Linked DNA regions of Mus musculus: region 2 is linked to region 1. Evidence: chromatin contacts called from public promoter capture Hi-C data. All regions are on one chromosome and are shown on one strand. The core of a region is the stretch at or near the end of the contact, and the rest is flanking DNA. Distances in the headings are between cores, read along the strand shown.

Evidence for each region. Capture Hi-C pulls out chosen DNA fragments and counts their contacts.
Region 2: a promoter capture Hi-C map of pancreatic islet shows a contact between it and region 1. The contact joins the promoter of Upk3a here to the promoter of Ribc2 in region 1. A contact is called at or near these places in 11 of 484 Hi-C or Micro-C datasets (the C2C12 cell line, the G1E-ER4 cell line, the N1E-115 cell line and 7 more) and 2 of 9 other capture datasets (adipose tissue and pancreatic islet).

What each region holds. Positions count from the first base shown.
Region 1 is chr15:85,130,018-85,137,368 of GRCm38.p6, forward strand. Ribc2 (RIB43A domain with coiled-coils 2) reads left to right here and starts at 2,082. Exons shown (of 7, transcript NM_026357.2): 1 at 2,082-2,363; 2 at 2,860-2,941; 3 at 5,198-5,542. The coding sequence starts at 2,250. It overlaps Smc1b (structural maintenance of chromosomes 1B), which reads right to left and starts at 1,940. Exons shown (of 25, transcript NM_080470.1): 1 at 1,812-1,940. The coding sequence starts at 1,920.
Region 2 is chr15:85,011,271-85,018,478 of GRCm38.p6, forward strand. It overlaps Upk3a (uroplakin 3A), which reads left to right and starts at 5,871. Exons shown (of 6, transcript NM_023478.2): 1 at 5,871-6,001; 2 at 6,756-6,911. The coding sequence starts at 5,950. It overlaps Gm52194 (a long non-coding RNA gene), which reads right to left. Exons shown (of 3, transcript XR_003951558.1): 2 at 6,246-6,384; 3 at 5,874-6,042.

The DNA.
Region 1 (7,351 bases), core at 832-3,331:
AGTAGGTGGTCTGTTTCTTTCATGTAGCTGGGGCAGAGTGGTATGAATGTAAGGATATAAATACATGAATCAAAAATGAATTAATGAATGTAAGGATATAAATACATGAATCAAAAATGAATTAAGTGAATAAAATTAAAACAAACATGAATCTCAGCACTCTCCCATTACTGGATATCACACTAGAGCAAACCATTTAACAACTCTATTTTAGTAATTCCCATTTTATAGAGAAATGATCGCATAAACATTTCAACAGCACACTATACCTCTATACTTAAAAAATTGAAAACGCTAAATGAATCTACAATCTTCTAAAGAATAAGACTGCTAGAATCTTCAGGATTTTTATACTTGGATCAGGGCAAGGGTTCTACAATTTCTTGGTAATAATGGCTCATGGTGCTTAAACTTGGCAAGGCATGACTAGAATTAAATATGTGCTTCCTTCCAGGAGTCTGGAATTTTGGCATGTGCCATCTCCCTGTGCACTGAGTCCATGAGACCTTTGATAGGTGATATTTCAACATGAGAACATACTGCTGAAGGAATTTATCTTTTCCCACTGCTGAGTTTGCTTTGGACTTCTCAACTGTAATGCATAATCACCCCCGAGTAAACAATATGTCAAACACTGAAGGATCTCCTAGCAAATCATTAAACCACAAGGAGATCTTCACCCAATGAGATCTTCACCCAGTGGTAGATTTGCTATATAAGGAATATTAAAGATGAGTCTGTTCTATCAAAACTATAAAACTTTTAAGTGCTCAGACTGCAGACATCTGCAGTGACTGATTTAGGAAAACTATTCTAGAAATTATCGTTGGGGCTCTAAAATTCCCTTTAATTCTTCCTATTAACTATGCTCGGGTTACAAGTGTTTTGTTTTGTTCCAACAAAGGCCAAATCCATTTCATTCTTAGTACTTGCGGTTGTTGGGCTGAGATGGGGGTTGGGGACGGAGATGGGACTACAGGGAAGGAAGGCAGGGGAAGGATGAGAACAGCCAGCAAGGGTTGGTGGCCCAGGATTCGGGGCTCTTGGGTCTAGTCCATTGGGAAACACTGAAACCTCAGGCCAGTGGTCTCCTGGGTCCCATTCTGGTCTACAGTGGGTAAAGGGGAGAGGGGGGTGGGTTTGATGGTGGGTTCTCGTCCCCCAACAACGGGGGGGGGGGCGGTTCAGAGGTCCCTGGATCCCCTCAGATAGGGAGGTGGGGGAGGGTTACAGATAGATGAGCTGGGCTGCCGAAGGGGCTTGGTTCCTTCAGACCAACGGGGGGGGGGGGGGGGGCGTGGGTCCCCTCAGGCCTACAGCAGTCAACAGCAGGGGACTGGGGTGGCTCCATCCCCTCAGGCCAACCAAGGATGGGGTGGGGGATTCAAGGTGACAGCCGGTCCTTGGGTTCCCTTGGGCCTACAGCCGTCAACAGTGGAGTCGGGGCAACAGCGTGGGGGTTGGGGGGGGGCCCTGGGGTGCCTCCGTCTCCTCAGGCCAGCAATGGGCAATGGCTGACCCTGGCTTTCCTCAGGCCAACAGTGAGGGCCCTTGGTCTAACATGGGACCCTGGGTGCCCTAAGGTCTACAGGGGTCCTGGGTCCCCTCGGGACTACAACAGTCACAACGGAGTTGGGGTTTGTGGTTTCGGTCCCGGCAGACCCACAGGAGGCGACAACGGGGGCTGGGGGGTGGCTCGGTCCCCTCAGGTTAACAAGAGCCGAGAGTGGGTCCCTGGGTCCCCTCGGGTCTACAGCGGGCGACAGCGGCCCGTGGATCCCGAGGCCGTGGATTTCTGGGGCGCTGGTTACCGGAGCCGTTGGGGCCAATGATGCAGGTGAACCTCTTGAAAGGGCCGATGACCTGGCGGCCTCGCCACGACTTGAAATTCTCCACGAGCAGCAGCTCAAGGTGCCCCATGGCTGCGCGCCGTGCCTCAGCCGCTTCCTCGTGCTCCCGTGAGGAAAAAAAAAAAAAAAGCGCGGGAAGAAATTCTTTTCGAAGTCTCGCGAGACTGGCGCGGGGGAAGGAGAGCGAGCGAGGCGCCGTTGCTTAGCAACGGAGGTTGGCGTTGCCCGGGGAATTGGATCCCTGCTCCGCTGCGGAAAGCGGACCGCCGGGACAGACTTGCTCTCAAACTTTTGTGGGCGCTGCTTCTCGGCGCTGTAGCTTTGCTTATTTCTGTGGGCTTTTCTTGCCGTGTTTTTTTTTTCCGGATAGCTCCTGAAGCCCAGCCGAGTCCCAGAGCCATGGAGGTAGCGATGTCTAAGGACCTACAACAGGAGGCCAACCTAGCCAAGAAGCGGTACATTGACCTGTGCAGGCAGGGACGGATCTTCGACGCCAGGAACAGGATCATTGGGGTGAGGCACTAGGGACGGGACAGAGAGGAGCCAAGACTTTATATGGAAGCAAAGTTTGGCTGTCTAGATTTGGAAATCCTTACCTTACCAGCAGGAGCCAGTTCTGGGAGCGAGGCATTTGCTTCCTTGCAGGTGACAAATGCTCTGGCTAGCTTGAGTAAGGTCCAGGAGGTGGGTGACCTTGCAGTAGTGAAATAGGCAGACTTTAAAACACAGAAAATGTGGTGGGATCTACACCAGCACTGACTGGAGCCTGGAGGGGAAATCAGAGAGGGCTTCACAGAGTAGTGGTACTTAAACAATGTTGGGAGTGTGTGTATATAGGAAATGAAGGAAGCTCTGGTGACAGCTGACAGCGCAGGCAGAAGACCCAGCCATAAGCAAAGGCTTCCACGTATGGGAAGGGAACCTTTAATGCTGTGGCCAGATGAGAGGGTTCGTGGCCTACTGAATAATGCTAGCTGGCTCTAACCCCTCTTCCCTTGTCCATTCCTAGGGAGACACACAAGCCTGGGATTTTCAAGTCCGTGACCAGAAGATAAAAGAAATAACTGACAAAGCTAGGCATGAAGCCTTTGGTGAGCACTTCTAAAATGCCCAGCTATTTCTTACGGCCTCTAAAATATCAGCTATCTCTTAGGGCCTCATGTCTTCCTCTTACAGCTGAGAAGAACAGACACACACACACACACACACACACACACACACACACACACGTATGAGCACATACACAGAGTTGTTCTTATGGCCTTTTTGTGCTCAGTTAGCTTAATAAGCATATTCTTCCTCTCAAGAAGAAGCAGTTATCGCAGTTACTGGTTTGGTTTTTGGTTTTTTGAGACAGGGTTTCTCTGTGCAGCCCTGGCTGTCCTGGAACTCACTCTGTAGACCAGGCTGGCCTCGAACTCAGAAATCCGCCTGCCTCTGCCTCCCAGGTGCTGGGATTAAAGACATGCGCCACCACTGCCCGGCAGCTTGAATTTTTAATGTACATCTTAGGAGATACATCTTTAAAATATTAGCATCGTTTTGTGTTTTCTTTAAAAAATTTCTTTCTCTCTAAAAAGGAAAGACTTTAAATACATACGTACACATTCTCTGCTTCAAAACTCAAGGCCGACCTTCTACAGAGGACAGCTGTTGGTATCAAGTGACACTTGTGTGCTGGAGCATGCGTGAATGCACACACATGCACGCATACATGCATAATACGCACACGTACACACGCGCTGGCACACAGACACAGACACACGCACACACGTGTGCTCACACGCACAAGCACGCACTCGCACACAGAGTTATCATCTCCACCATCTTTCTTTTAACATTTCCCACTTTGCTGTGCTCAGTTAACTGGATGAGTGTGTTCTTCCTGCCAAGAAAAAGCAGCGTTGAGTGGGAAGTTCTGAGCCACCCGGGGATTTACGTGGTTCAAGTCGCGTTCTAGGTCCTCGATCAGAATTTCAAACACAATCCACTTTTCCTTTCTTGGTTAGCAATTTCACAAGCGATTGAACATTTGTTTGTTTGTTTGTTTGTTTGTTTGTTTTATTAAATACCACAGGGGTTTGTAAATTTGTAAAAGGTGGACATATAAAATTTTAGAGGCGAATGGACTACCAACCTAAGTCTTAGAACATGGTCAGGAAAAGACAAAAATCTGTTGTCTGTGTGATTGTTGGAGGAGTTGGATTATGAGGGAAGTTGCTTTTCTTTTTTTATACTATTATACATTTTCCAAACTTTTCAGTCTTATTTACTTTTATTTATAAAGTAACTCAAACTTATAACACCAATGGTACAGACACCTGCAGCTACCACCAGGTCCGATATCAACATTTGCCATGTTGGCCTCTAGTTTTTTTCCTCTAAGAGTTTGTTCTGAGAACTGTATTGTATATAGCACAAGTGCCCCCCCATTATTATCCCCCACCCCACTTTTTGTTTTGTTTTGTTTTGTTTTGTTTTGTTTTGTTTGAGACAGGGTTTCTCTGTATAGCCCTGGCTGTCCTGGAACTCACTTTGTAGACCAGACTGGCCTCGAACTCAGAAAGACGCCTGCCTCGAGTGCTGGGATTAAAGGCGTGTGCCATCATGCCCGGCACCCCCCACTTTTTTCTTCTATAGAAGTGTGCATTTCCAATGTGTTTATACTTGTACTATCTATATAACCATAATAATATGAACTTGCTTTTGTGTGTCTTTGTGTCTATATGGTGTGTGTGTGTGGTGTGAACATTTGTGTATGCAGGTAGCACAGAAGGCACATAGACCAGGCTGACTTCTGCCTCCCACATTCTGACATTCTGGGATTGAGATTTTTAAATATATATATATATAATATATATATTATATATATGCTAATACTGCTGCAGTGACTGTCCAATGTTATGTCCCTTGTGTACATGTGAGAGGGACACTGGAGTGGATGGGTGGGTCAGATTGCTTTATTAGAAGTGTGTAAAGTTATGCTTCACTAAGCAGTATGTGGGACAATCCCAGCCTCATTCCTCACATCATTACTTCTGCAGCCTTTGGCAACATTTTAAGCATTCTTCCTGAAGTTCATTCAGTGTGCCCCACGAAAGGTTAATATTACTTTGTCAGTGTGTTGCCCACTTGGGTTTCTTTACAGTGCTGAGCCTTGTCCTGGCCTGTGCTTGTTTTTCAGTTGGTTTTCCTGTGTATTTAAGATCAGTTTTTAGATAGGTGATCTCTGCTCCTTTAATGGTTACAGTTTTTGGGACCTCCTCTTTAAGTCCTGAAAATTATTTTAAAGTAGATTCATTTGTACCCATCGTGGTTTATACAAATGCTATCTATGTCTTTCCCAGCTGCTGAAATGAAGCACAATGACAAAGTCATGTGCATGGCGCATGACCGGGAACAGAGGCACAGGAAACAGCTGTGTAGAGCTATCAATGACTTCCAGCAGAACTTTCAGAAGCCAGAAACTCGACGTGAGTTTGATCTTTCTGACCCCCTGGCCCTCCAGAAAGAGCTTCCAGCCCGCATTTCAGACAATGACATGCGGAACACCATATCAGGAATGCAGAAGTTCATGGGAGAGGATTTAAACTTCCAAGAGAGGAGGAGGTTCCAAAAGGAACAGAGCAGAGAATGGTTTCTGCAGCAGCATGGGGAACGGGAGAAAGCCCGGGCTGACCACCTACTGGCAGGTAATGAAAGAAAAGACCAAGTCACCCTCTAACCCAGTTTCAGTGGCTGCTTTTCAAAGCCCTACTAACATTCCAAAAATCAAAAACCTCGGTCCTAGGAGTCCGCGTCTCCACCGTGCCTCCACAGGACAGGGAACACATTTGAGCACACGCATTGCCCTGGTTTGCTTTCTATTGCTGTGACAAAGCAACCGCACCAAAAGCAACCTGTGGAGGAAGCTGTGTAGAGCTATCAATCTGCTCCATCCCTGAGGGAAGCCAAGGCAGAACTCAAGTAGTGCAGGACACAGGAGGCAGGCACTGAGGCACAGCCTGCCTGGAAGATGAATAAATGCATATAAGTCTCGCAAGTCTCCTGGGTGTGGAAATGGAGGTTCCTTTGGGTACTTTGGGAGCCCAGGCATAGGCCCAGTGCTAGCAGGTCCTCACCAGGACTCTCTGGACCCAGGGGACCTCTAGATTCAGACATGAAAGAACCTCTCCAGGAGGAATGCAAAACAAAACAAAACAAAACAACAAAAACAAAAACCCAGCATGTTCTGCCTCTGGGGAGGCGATCAGCCCCTCCTAGACAGGCAGTCACAGCAGCCTCTGGTCCTCTGGGTCCATCGCTAGTGACTGAAGAGCAAACCTGACCTAAGTGGGAGCCACCGCCCTCCCCTCCTCTGCTGCTCCTGTCTCTGTGATAATTCACTCTCCTCGATCAGCTTGGGTTCCTCCAGGCCTCCTCTCTCCCTGATGGTCTTCCTTCCCTTCCAGCCTCCTCTGTCCACGTGTCCTAGAGTTGCTGTGGCCAGCCTGGTCTGGCCTTGTCTGTTCTCAGCCTCAGCCTCCCCGAGACAGACATTTATCTGGCTCCCAGGCCAGTTCCCTCCCTGGGCTGTTCTGTTGGATCTGCTCCTCCTTCAGCTCCCCACCCCCCATGCCTGTCAAACCATGAACCTGGGAGGCAGTCCTGACCTCACCTTCAGCCACCTTCAACTGTGCCCCTTCTCCCTCCGAATACACTTTGTAAGATGCCCTAACCAGCCATCCCCTTGCCCCCACCTGAGACAAGCATTGTCCCACCTGGGCAGGTTTCTGCTAACCGCTTTGTAACTGTTTCCTCTCCTCTCTAGTCCTCTCTTAGCATGACAGGCAGAATTAGACTTCTTGCATACCGTCAAGTTCAGCCATGCTCTCATCCAGCTCAATAGTGTCTTCACAGGATGAAGATGAGATTGAAATCATCGCACAGCCTACAGGTTCTCCATGCTGGGCCTTTGCCTACCTGGACCACACCAGCTCGTTCATGGCGTTTCAAACGTTGTGGCTCTTTCACCTTGAGCTTCCATCCTGTCTCTCCCACCTCAGGTCCTCTGCACCTGCCCTGACCATTTAGTCCTTCAGAGATGAATAAACGTGGTCTCCTAGAGAAGCTCTTTCTTGGGCCCTATCCTCCAACCTCCCAAGCCAGGCATTCCCTGTATTCTCTCTCCCCCTCCCTTTCCTCTATGACTATCACCCTTTGTTTATCTCGTTTCTCTATGTTATGTATGCGTCCTGAGCAATATGGGGCCCTATCTCTGCTCTTTGTCACCCTCTGGAACATGGATTAGCAAATGAAGAATGAGCTGAGGGTGAAGGTGTACTGAGGCCATAGAGTCAAGGCTAAAGAGACTGTCCCTGTGGGGCTGGGATGTAGCACAGTGTTGGAGCGCTTGCCTAGCATGTGAGGCCCTGCATCCCCAGCACAAGGAAGAGGCTGCGTCCTTTGGTTTGGGAAATATGATGGAGCCCCTCAAAGCACAAGCACAGAAAGTCACTGCT
Region 2 (7,208 bases), core at 4,621-7,120, 110 kb before region 1:
CGAACCACGTGTAGTCACTCACAGCAAGATCCGTAACCTTCGTAACCGTCGGAAACCTGGACTTTGAGTTTCCTCCCTTGGGTTGTAAGAAACAAACCATTATGGTCTATTCCCCACATGAAGTGCAGTTAGAGCTCAGCAGAGAATCAGGACGTGCAGGAGGCACTAGGCCTGTGTCTTCCACAGCTGGCTCCTACTTGTATAGATGCTCTCTGTTTATCTTAACATTCAAAGCCAAAGACAGTGGGCTCTGTCGCTGAGCCCGGAACAAGAAAAAGGGACAGCCGGGCCTGGTGGCGCATGCCTTTAATCCCAGCACTTGGGAGGCAGAGGCAGGCGGATTTCTGAGTTCGAGGCCAGCCTGGTCTACAAAGTGAGCTCCAGGACAGCCAGAGCTATAAAGAGAAACCCTGTCTCGAAAAAAAAAAAAAAAAAAAAAAAAAAAAAGAAAAAGGGAATTTGAGTTCCAACTTATGTATCACCTTAGGCTTTGTGTCCTGAACCGATAGGATGGGGCCTCTGGGGAAATTGTTAGAGACTGGAAAGATTGTACCTCCCTGGAAAACAGCCAGTGAGGAATTCAAGCGGAAAGCGAAACATATTAGGAATATAAATACCAGTTTTCCTCCAAATGGGCCCCACAGATGTTTCTGCCTTTTTGATTTCCCCACTCTGAGCCTCCAGCACACTTAATGTGGAGTGGGGATCCCTGTTTCCCACAGTGTCTTTTCATTGTCTTAAGAGTAGCAGAATCCCACAGTCTCCATGTCCCCAGGGTCAGAGACCAACCCTGAAGCGTTTGAAGCGTTTACGTGGGGGCGTGGCTACGACAGGGTCATGGGGGTTATCGAGGCTGGTTCTTTCTGTCTTTTGTGGCTCTCTGGCATGGAGTGGCACTTGGCTAGGGATTCTCTTTCCATCAGTTCCTCCGCTGAGACCAGCACCAGTAACCCCCAAGTGAACTTGCTGACAACATTCCCCTGAATCTCCCAGCCAAGCACCGGCTTTGAAGAGGAGCCCTGATTTCAGACCCGAGGACTGTTTGCTTTATTTATTTTGCTGAGCATGCTTGGATCTTTGTGGATTATTATTTAAACATTGTCCCCCAACGCTCGCTCCTTATTTGGGCGAAAGGGGCTGTTGAGAAGATGTTCTGTTTGTTTTTCTCATAGGAAACAGCGGGGCCTGGAGAATTCAGGGGATTGCAGGCGCGGTCTCTCGCTCCAGTGAGATCAACCCCTGAGGATCCCGGAAGAGCCCAGGTGCACAAACAACCACCAAGCCAGAAATATCAGCCCCTAAAAACTTCTGTAGAAACCCCCACCCCTGCTCCGAAGTGCCTGTCGCTGGGTACTTTCTAGGTATCTAGGGTAAACTGTCTACCCTGTAAGTCAGAACCGAGGAGTGTCTAACTAACCCCACCCCATTCACAGAGGGGAACTGAGCCCCCAGAGAAGGAAGAGCACAGAACATTCCCCCAAACTTCCCTCCCGCCCCCCCTTTTTATTGCTTGGAGTAAGCCCAGAGTCTCAGGCATGCCAGGCAAGCACTCTGCTACACACCCAGCCCTTCCCCCACAACACTTTGACATTGAAAATGCCAAGCCTGCAGGAATGCTGCTAAGAACAGCAGTGTGCAAAGTCTTCTCCATTTACAACTGTTGACATAATGCTACACTTTCTTTATCCTTCCTGCCATCTGATCTGACTCAGGACACTTCACCCTTGTCCCTTTCACATAACCACACCAGCACTATAAAACATGGAACATCTTTAAAAGAATAAAGAAAACTCGTCACTGGTGCCTTTAATCCCAGCAACTCAGGAGGCAGAAGCAGGTGGATTCCTCTGAGTTCCAGGGCAGCCTGGTTAGTTCCAGGCTAGTGAGAGCTACTTAGTGAGACCTTCACACTTATTATTGGGAGTGAGAGGTCTATAGGTGCCACAGTGTTGTGGGAAGCAGCTCTCCCCTTTTACCATTACCAGATTTGGGGACACAGGCTGTGCCCCCAACAAGTCAGATTCAAGCTCCTGCCATTCATAAGGCATTTAAAGCTACCAAATTCATATTAAGGCAAAAAACTCTGATATTTATCAAACATGACTGCAGTGGGTAACAGGACACAGATTCAGTGGCCCCAGGTTCATCTTAGGGGTCTTAAAATAAGGTTAGTGTTTAAGTAAAGGCTAATGCTATGCAGATATAAGTAGTCTGGGTCAAGGTCCCACACACCATTGATCTGTTGCTGTCACTTCTATAAGGTAGGCTGACAAGCTAGGAACTTCTGTCCTGGGGAGAAGTGTCGCCTCTGGTCAGCCCAGGCTGTAGGCTTTGTCTTCTGTCAGCATGAGATTCCCAGGGGTTGGGGTGGTAGAGGATTCCAGTTTCTTGGGGTTCATAGTTCTAATAGCCCTACAGTCAAAAGTGAAGGACTCAAGCCTCAATTTAGAATCTCTGTATCTGGCCAAGCAAGGATAGCACATACCTTTAATTCTAGCACTTGGGAGGCAGAGGCAAGAGGATTTTGAGTTTGAGGCCAGCCTGTCTATAAAGCAAGTTCTAGGACAGCCAGGACAACACAGAGAAAAACCCTGTCTGGAAAAACCAAACCAAACCAAACCAAACACACCTATCCACGGCAGGCCCGTTTCACAGGCTGGTTTTACCATCATGTGGATCCCAGGAATCAGACTCTGAGTTATCAGGCTTTGAAGCAAGCACCTTTCCCCACTGCTTGAGCCATTGCACCAGCCTAGAAATTTAAGTTCTATGCACTATTGCTCTCTAATATGCATCACATGCTGATAATTTTTCTTGTTACAGTGGTTATAATAGCGTACACTATGCATTGCTCTGTGTGCACATCTGTGTGTGCATCCCTGTGGTACCAGAGACAGAAACAAGGCCTAGTGCATGCTAGGCAGGTGCTCTACCACTGAGCTACCATCCCCAGCCTTTGGAAACTCAGGCAGCTCAGGCTGGCCTTCAACTTGAGCTTCTCCTGATTTTCTCCTTCCACGTGCTGGAACTACAGGCGTGTGCCACGATGCCTGGTCCGGCTGCTTGTTTTTAGATGAGTAAACCAGAAGTTTACTGTGCGTGGAGGGGCTACGTGCCCCCAGTCTTCCTCAGCCTTGGCTCTCAGCCTGTCTTGCTTTGTCCTTTGTTTTTTGGGGACACAGATACTTTCGAAGCAGCGTGGTCTGTTGTTTGGCAGACAGGACTCCCACTCCCAACCCCGGTTTGGATCTGTCTGTTTGTTTCCTGCCAAATAGACCCTAGGTTAAACTCTGCGGGCAGGCGCAGTCTGTCTGTCTGTCTTTCTGTCTGTCCATCTGTCTGTCTGACAGCTAGGTCACTGCATTAAGCCAGTATCTCTACATCTCTGTACAGACTCAGTATTGACTCACAGACTTGTATTTTATCAAACAGGCTAAATGTAAAATATTTACCGCCTTTGTTTATTTTGTGCTCAAAGTTCCCCAGATCAGGCGATGGGCACCTACCTCTTCCAGCCGGTCTAGACTGGCTACTTTGACATATGTTCAGCATTCTTTCATTGATTGCAAAAAGCCTAGCTCCTCCTGCCTTGCCCTTCCCAGGCTGGAATTAACCCCTCTCCAAGGGGCCAGGGGGATCTTTGCCAGGAAGTGGGTTTCAGAATGTAAGCATTTGAACTTTGTTCTCTGCAGAGGTGAGTGTTGGAGGGTAGGAGTGGTAAAGCAAGGCTCTTTAAGTGGTCAAAAAAAATAAAAATAAAATAAAATCATTTTGCTTATTTATTTATTTATTTATTTGTTTGTTTGTGTGTGTGTGTGTGTGTGTGTGTGTGTGTGTGTGTGTGTGTGTGTTTTAAGCATATACATGTGTGTTTGCATGTGCATGCAAGAGGTCACCACAAGTGTCTTCTCTTTTACCATATTTTTTGAGACAGTCAGAAAATCCTAGGGATCCTTCTGTCCCCACCTTCCCAGCCCTGGGATTCTAGGTGTGCCACTGTGCCTGGCTTTTCACATGGGTGCTGGGGATTTGAACTCAGGTCCTGTGCTTACAAGGCAAGTGCATCTTTCTTGTCCTGTTCTGCTCCCTAGAGTTCTCTCTGCATTCCAAATCTTCCTCATTCTCTAGTGAGCGCATCTTCAGTGCTTGGATACCACAGGCTTGCCCTCCGGCTCCCACTACCAACAACTTCCCTGGAAAATCCTGGGCTCTATCTCAGGACTTAGGGTTCTTAGGGTCTTCTCTGAGAAGAGCCTGAGACAGCTGGTTGCAAATTCACCCAGATCCAGTTTTTACATAGATGATCATAGTATCCATTCCCCACTTTACTGATTTACTGGTCCCCTGCCCATGTTTGTTCATCCCTATGTTTTACACGTAAAATTGATTTCAGATGCATTTGGAGATGCGCACAGATTCCTGACATTGGAGGGAACTGGCTAATTTGGATGAGGACCCCCATCATTTTCCTTTCCATTTCTTTTCTCATGGTCTGATCATTTATCTGTTACTGATAAAGATGTACATTTGACTGGGCTGAGACTTAGAAGCAGATGCTCTCAGCGAGGACAGCCTACATCTTTTGGCGATCTGTTCCTGGCATTTTTTTTCCTTTGGCTTCCTTCGTTCTCTTGGCATATTCTGCAGTCTGCAGCCTCCCCCTTGTTTTCTTTAGCCTGTCGTTTCTTCGGCGAAATACGTTGGCGGCGTTTGTGTTGCAGGACACATGGAGTGACAAGACATGGAGTCTTGGGTGCATTTAAGGGCTTCCTGACAGCATGTTCACAGGCACCATCTTCTTGAGCGAGATCAAAAGTTGGCACAGTTTTGCTAGCTCTTTTGGTCCCCAGTAGCAGAAGCACCGTAGTATCTGTCAATCTAAAAATAGCCTCCCTCTCTCTCTCCCTCTCTCCCTCTCTCTCTCTCTCTCTCTCAGTAATCAAGTCGTGAACATTCAGATTGACATCTTTCCACAAAGTATCTGTGAACACACAATTCCCTTCCCCCATTCGCGTTGGTCATAACAGGAATGCCCCTTACTCAACAGCAGGGTGTTCTGCTGTGGGTCAAGACACTTTGTTTCATGGGAAAACCTTGTTTGTTGTTCCCACCACTGATTGGGGGCCCACAACCCTTCCACTCTTCACCCAGAGCATACCCAGGGCATCATCCCTATTTCTAGGTCTGTGTGTTTCTCATAGGACCAGTGATGTTTGCATTCGAGATCCATGTCAAAGAGCAGTGGCTGGGTATTGTTCAGTTTCATCTTGAAGGAGCCCTCAACTGAAGAGGTACAGCACAAAGGAGCAGGTTTTCTTCTCTTCCGCCCCTCCCCCTTGGTTTTGCTGAGGGAACCCAGGGTCTTACTTGGACCAAGCAAGCATCTACCACTGAGCTGCACTCCAGCCCAGCATCACTATTGCCCGTTGCCTCTCAGGAGGAGGTTCCTGCCCCTTCCTTACCTCCTTGGGCCTCTGTCTTGTACGGCCTGTGAACAGAAAGAGTCACTATCCAGGACTTCATTTTTCCATGACTGTTAATTTTATCAGTATCTGGCACATAGTATGGGCTCATGCTTATGAGAATTAGCGTCTTTGCGGTATAGAAGTTGAGGTCCCAAAGATGCTTATGGGATTAGCATCTCTACTTTGCAGTATAGAAATTGAGGTTCCAGAGATTGCGTTATCTCTGACAACACTGTGAAAACCTCAGCTTAGTTTCTGCACACCTTAGGAGCTTTGCAGAAGACCAAGAGAAGGATCAGAGCTTTAGTTGCTCTGGGCGGGAGGAGCCCAGGACCGGACTGTATGCAAATATCTCAAGGGGAGGCTTCGGATTGGTCCGTTTGAGAGGGGCGGGGCATGCCCTTGCTGGTGACAGGTGAGCGGAGCTGCAGGGAGCAGGTGCGCGTTCTCAGGCAGAGTGCATCGCGAAGGCTCATCTCGGGCGATGCTCCTGCTCTGGGCCCTGCTGGCTCTCGGATGCCTGCGGTGTGGCTGGAGTAAGCCGGGGAGAAGACCTCCAGGGCGTGTCCAGGGAGGCCTGAGGGGAGTGGAGACACTGAGTGGCACTAGGAATCTCATTTAGGGGGTTCAGGAATAGGCGCCTGCATTAGGGACACAGATGTTAGCAGCTGTAGTAATAGAAACTGATGGGAATCCCAGCGCCCACCCTTGGGCTGGCCTCAATTCTGTGATGGTTGTTGCTAGGGAACACCACACAGGGGCTGCAGAGAGCAGACTCACCCAGTCCTGTGGTGACCCCTGAACTGAGGGGAGGTAGAACGGCAAGTTCTTGGAGTGGGAGGGATGTTCCATCCTGGCATTGGCTTGTTGATCCTTATGGCCCGGGCAGATAGTGAGGAGAAGCCTGCAGGGGTTGAAGCTGAGAGTAGACATGAAAAAGCTGTGAACTTCGGGACCTCACTGTCTTTCCTCAGAGACTATGAGGGAAGCCAGTGGGGGAGCCACAAAGGGTCTGAGAGAAAGGAAAACGGATGAGGCTTGCTTGTTAGGGTAGACCGTTCAAGTGAAGAGAGTGAGGGGTGGAGGCAGAGAGACCTTATGGAGACAGCTAGAGGGCAGCAGCTGTCTGACTGAGGTGGGGTAGGGATGTGTCTGCCCAGAATGACCAGCAAGGTGGGCACAGGGAACAGGAGAAAAGTTCATGGGATGACCCATTGGGAGGACCAAACCCAGTACTGGACCTGCAGCAAGGGCCCAGAGGTCAGCTCCTACCCTCATTGCCTTCCCCAGCTGTGAACCTCCAGCCCCAACTGGCCAGTGTGACCTTTGCCACCAACAACCCTACCCTCACCACCGTGGCCTTGGAGAAGCCTCTGTGCATGTTTGATAGCTCAGAGCCACTCAGCGGCTCTTACGAGGTTTACCTCTATGCTATGGTCGACTCAGGTAAGGGACCCGCTTCCCTCCAAAAGCGCCACTTGACAGTCTACGGGGAAGAGGGGGAAAGTGGGGGGTGGGATATTGCATGTCTATGAAGGTCCAGGATGCCTTCACTTATCACTGCTCTCACACACACTGACACCATTGTGGTTGTGGCCCCAGACCTGCCCTTTACCAGGCTGGTGGGAGGGAGCCACACCAGTTTCCCAGCACCAGCCTAGCACCAGCTGCCTTGCCCACTTTAGAGCCACTGTCTGCAAGCAGCATGCAGGGTATTATGGTAGAGTAGGGGATGAAGACGGG